Regions from separate parts of the Sus scrofa genome. Here region 2 is linked to region 1. A link is a contact called in public Hi-C data. All regions are on one chromosome and are shown on one strand. The core of a region is the stretch at or near the end of the contact, and the rest is flanking DNA. Distances in the headings are between cores, read along the strand shown. Region 1 overlaps AUH (methylglutaconyl-CoA hydratase, mitochondrial). Region 2 holds the start of AUH (methylglutaconyl-CoA hydratase, mitochondrial).

Region 1 (2,616 bases), core at 57-2,556:
AATGCTCCAGTTTAGATACTAAAATTTTTTTGGAAATAGCTCCCCAAACAGTTGTCACCCTTTAACATATTTATAAGAACTGAATAAAACAAATTCAGAGAATTAGGATGCTTTTATCTGACAATTTAGGAAACTACAAGTTTGAACAGAGAATGGTGGCAGTCTCATTCCTGACCTCTGTTTCTTGTATCTACTACTTAAGGATTTGGGGTATGTGTCAAGAAACCTTATTTTAACAAAGATAACAGTTAAGGCTTGGGCATACATCACTGTGGACAAGATGTCTAGTATTTCCACCGGTCTTTGGCTCTCTTTTAGTCCCCTGCTTTTTATTGTGGAGTATTCAGACTTCAGGAAATGTGAAAGGCAGTAAAATAAGCCTCTTTATACCCTCTGCCAAGATCTGCCCCTCCCCGTGCCCCTCTCCTTCCACTCTGTGTCTCCCTCTCTCATATGCACATCCACTTTTTCTTGCTGAGCCATTTCAAAAGAACAAGGTGAACCTTTAAATAGCTTAGCATGCTTTTCAGGAGAAAAACAAAGGACTCTTATATAACAACACTATTATAACACCTGACAATATTAACATTAGTATTAATATTCTGATTACCCCAGGTTCAAAGTGTTGTTTGTAGTTGTTTTTTGGTTTGTTTGTTTATTTTGTTTTGCCAATTCAGGATTCAGTTAAATGTCACCCATTGCATTTGCTTATCTGTAGTATTTTTTTTAATCTAGGTAGGTTCTCCATCTCTTTCTCTCTTTAAATAAAACTAATCTTTTAAAAAATAATTCAGGCAGATTATCTTATTGAGATTTGCACATTCCGGATTTGACTGAAATATTTCCTCATGTTTAGGTTTAGGTTAAAAAAATTATCCAAAAGTACAAAATGGGCCACATGCCCTATATTTCATTTTCATTTCATTGGGTGACACTTAATGTTAGGTTGTCCTACTTTGGGTGATAACTTTGATTACTTGGTTAAGGTGGGGACTAAACTGTGGGTGTACTTTTAGTATTCTCTTGGAAAGTTTTCAGGAAAAGAATCTTTAATAATAATTATTGCTATTGACTCTTACCCGAATTAAAACAGAAAGAAAGAAGATGAGTTTTTGTTTTATTTTCTATTAGAAAAAAAGAAAGGAAGGAAGGAGGGGGCGGGGGGGAGGGAGAAAGAAATAAGAGCGCTCAGGTTTCGAGGGGCCAGAACAAGAGTCCCCTTTCTGTCTGTTTCTCCTCCACAGGGTGAGGGTTTGGGACGTCGCTGCCTGTCTCGCTGTGGGCTGGCTTTAGCAATCAGGCCGTCTCTTGGCATGGCGTCCAGGAACTCTATTTTAAGGTGTGTCTATGAAGTAATGACAGATTTTTACATCCTGTGTGTTTGTGTTGTCCTGAACACAGTAGTCATTTTGGAAAGTTTTGTTTATAACCTTTGTTGAAATCTTCGTAGAATTTATATCAGAATCTGAGCTTATTCTTTTGCATATCTTCAGCCGTGACTCATCTTTATCCTGTGAGGGTGAATTTGATTTTCATAAATAGCAAAGGACCTTTCTGTGCCAAATCTGATTAATAAGGTCATACTATTTTAGGCAGAAGAGAAGTATAACAACAAAAATAAGACTGCTTTTCTTAAGAGGCTTGTATAATGTCAAACATTTACCAGTGTTAGGAGCTGTAGACAGCCCTGCTGGCTTTAATGGGCTGACTCCTAAGTGACCTCTAAAGGCCAGCACTCATTCTGCTTTCAAGTCTAGTACATTCATGAACACACCTCATGCACTGCAGTCTTATTTCTTTGTACTTTAAAATGTATTCAGTGACCCTTTACTTCATTTTGACTAATTAGGGTGTTTTGGAAGTTATTTGTTCACAGGCCATATGTTAGCTGCTCTAGAGGAAATAGATAAAAATATAGACATAGATGACTCAGCAGAGTCAGTCCCCTTGGAGTATCCATCTAAAATCTGGTAGGAGAGTTAAACATGTGTACGAGTATCCTAACTGCTGTTATAAAGTTGTTGAAATCAAACAGGAATAAGGCAGCTTGAACTGGGAATCGTGAGTTTGAGAAGATGCTATGGATTCTGTTGGCTATAATCCTCAGTTTATAAGACCTGCAGTGTGGGTCCCCAGCACTTCTCTAACCTTCTCTCCTATTGATGCTCCCTTTGCTCACACACTGTGTTCCAGGCATATTTATTCTCTTAACAAATACTCATTGAGCCATGCACTGGTGTAGACACTAGTTATATAGCTGGAAACAAACAAGGAACGATCACTAGTGCTGTGCAGCTGATGTTCTAGCACAGCGACAGTAGATGTGCAAATAATAAGTTGTGAATTATGGCAGAAGTGCAAAATGCTGTAGAAAAAGGGGAAGGGGTTTGAGGAGAGTTGGGAGTTTGCATTTTAACATAAAGGGTCGGGAGTTCCTGTTGTGGCTCAGTGGGTTGTGAACCCGACTAGTATCCATGAGGATTTGTTCCTTTTTCTGAAATGCTCTCCTTTTTATCTGACAACTTGGATCCCTGGCCTTGCTCAGTGGGTTCAGGATCCGATGTTGCTGTGAGCTGTGGTGTAGGTCACAGACATGGCTTAGATCCCAAGTTGCTT
Region 2 (2,616 bases), core at 37-2,536, 68 kb before region 1:
GGCTGGGTGAGAGGCTTGGAGGTCTTCCAGAAGTGTCAATAACTAGTTGTCCAGGGCAGGCTTCCAGCTCAGTCCAGGGCAGCACAGACTCACTGGATTTGAATTAGGGTCCACGTGAACTGGGGCATCTATCATTTATTTTGCACTAATAACTAAACATTTCTTATAACCGTTTTTAGACTTACAGAAGATGTGAGAACACAGTACAGGGTTCCAGTAGAACCTCACCCCTAGCCTCTCCTACATTAATATGGTACCTTTGCTACAATCTATGAACCTGTAATGACATGTTATGAACTAAAGTCTATATTTGGATTCCCTTCATTTTTGCCTAAGTTCCACTTTCTGTTGCAGGATCCAAGCCATGATCGCACATTACATTTAGCTGCCATTTAGGTTTCTCTTGGTTGTGACAGTTTCTCAGACTTACTTTTGATGACCTTCACAGTTTTTTTGTTTTTTTTTTTGCCTTTTTGTCTCTTTTGTTGTTGTTGTTGTTGTTGTTATTGTTGCTATTTCTTGGGCCGCTCCCGCGGCACATGGAGGTTCCCAGGCCAGGGGTCGAATCGGAGCTGTAGCCACCGGCCTACGCCAGAGCCACAGCAACGCGGGATCCGAGCCGCGTCTGCAACCTACACCACAGCTCACGGCAACGCCGGATCGTCAACCCACTGAGCAAGGGCAGGGACCGAACCCGCAACCTCATGGTTCCCAGTCGGCTTCGTTAACCACTGCGCCACGACGGGAACTCCCTTCACAGTTTTAAAACTGTTCAGGAAAGGCCGTGCCACCTGCCTGAGATGGCGGGCTAAGGACCCCTGTGTTCTTTGACTGTTTTCCAGCCATTCCTGAACTCCGTATGGTGAGGATCACATATGTTTACAGGCACCTTTAACTGATAATTCACGGCTCTTATATGCATGAGTAAGTACACTTACCGAGTACACCGGTTATAAACAGGATCCCCTCGCAGAGCTGCCATCCTGTCAGCCAAACCTTAGTTCACTTTTGCAGGGAACACATGACCCGAGGGCATAGCCCAGGGAATGTAGGGAGGCGACTCTCTTCGGGGCGTTCTTATAGAATGTGTTCTACCCTAAAACATTGCGCAGTCTTGGAGAATTACTTCACCCTGCCTTTGCTGGACAAAGCATTACACTCTGTGTCAGGCAAGGGAGGCCTGTGCAAGGAGGATCTGGAACGAGGTCCTCGGTGTTGGGCGGGGCGAGCCCTCGGGGGCGGGGCCAGGGAGGGGCGACGCGGGGGCGGGGCCTGGGCGTGCCCTGCGGCGTGCAGCGACCGCAGGCCCACGCCGTAAACAGAGAACATGGCGGCGGCAGCGGGGGTACCTGGGGCCTTAGGTACCCTGCGGGCAGGCCGCGCCCGCTTGGTGGCTGCTTACTGTGCGGGGATCGGCCCCGGGTGGAGGCTCCCTGGCTCCTGGACCGGCCTGCCGGTAGGGCCGGCCATCTGGGCTCGGGGCTGGACGCCCGCGGCCGGGGGTGCGGCCTGGCGAAGGGGCTACAGCTCTGAGGCGAAGACGGAGGACGAGCTGCGGGTGCGATATCTGGAGGAGGAGAACCGAGGTGAGGGGCGCGACGCGGGCTGACGCCGGTCCTAGGAAGGGGTCGCAAGGTCGAGTGTCCGGGCTGACGTCCTTGTCCGCCGAGAGGCCTGGGGGGCCTTCCCCTCCCCCATCGAAGCATTGCAGCTATTTAGTGCTCTCCACGCTTAAAGGTGTCCTACGGAGCAGCTAACCTGTAAAAGCGGCCCTACTCAGCGCCGAAGACAGAAACGCAGTTTACGCCCTCAACTCTAGACGAGCCAAGGTCAATAAACCGGGTGTGTGATATTTGCTTCCAGATTTTGTTCTTGCTCTGTAATGGCTTTCTGTCAACTCAGATATCAGAGGGATAGTTTTAGAAGCTGCAGTGAGAGTGCACTTTATTATGCTGAACATATTTAAATTTAAAGCTGTTCATCTGGAGCAGTTTTTCCCTTTGTCCATTTTATCTGGTTAGTTTTGTGGTCTGTTTCACTTTAGTTAAACAGTTTTGAGCCTTGTCATGTTCTTCCAAGCGACTTGCTAAGGGAACACAATTGTAGTCGTATTGATCTTGCCCTTGAGCTACCTTCAGTGGGAGGAGACAGACTCATTAGCAATACAATGCGGTGGGAGTAAGATTGTGGGTGTGTGCCTTTCGGTGGAATTACTGTAGAAGCTCACTATCTTTGGCTTGCCTCGTTGGGAAAAGCTAAATGGATCATGAAAGGTGGAAATAGCAGTTTACCAGAAGAGCAGTTATTTAATTCTAACACGCAGTTATTGAGCACCTATAATCTGTTAAGCGAAAGTGCAAAAGGAGTTAAGTCATGTTTGCTGTCTTTAAGCAGCTACCAGTTTAGCGAGGAAGATGCTGGTGGTTAAAAGGCTATGCTAATTTAAAGCCTTGTTGAGAGCAAAGGGCAGTAATACGCCCAGCTGTATTTGGGGAGATTGGTGGAGTCCATGGGGAGTCATTAGGATTTCTTGCAGTGGAATTTGACGTTAATGAGGGTTCCTAGGCAAACTTGCTCTGCTTCCACTATCTTATGTGTAAAATAGGAGAAATAATA

The links. A called contact is a pair of places that touch in the nucleus more often than the background predicts.
Region 2: a contact with region 1 is called in a Hi-C map of skeletal muscle, with 3 times the contacts expected there. The contact joins the promoter of AUH here to the enhancer-like site in region 1. A contact is called at or near these places in 1 of 5 promoter capture datasets (liver), 5 of 47 Hi-C or Micro-C datasets (heart right ventricle, liver and skeletal muscle) and 2 of 2 datasets of contacts at active chromatin or transcription factors (alveolar macrophages and skeletal muscle).

What each region holds. Positions count from the first base shown.
Region 1 is chr14:2,477,516-2,480,131 of Sscrofa11.1, reverse strand. The region is part of intron 4 of AUH (methylglutaconyl-CoA hydratase, mitochondrial); the gene reads left to right. Among named protein-coding and RNA genes, the nearest start is that of AUH, 68 kb to the left of the region's middle. Within about 2 kb of position 1,306, at least 20 of the 83 cell types and tissues checked have an H3K27ac peak or open chromatin away from gene starts, as enhancers often do. A contact at or near this core is called in skeletal muscle, where this site is marked.
Region 2 is chr14:2,544,999-2,547,614 of Sscrofa11.1, reverse strand. AUH (methylglutaconyl-CoA hydratase, mitochondrial) reads left to right here and starts at 1,286. Exons shown (of 8, transcript XM_013990241.2): 1 at 1,286-1,586. The coding sequence starts at 1,328.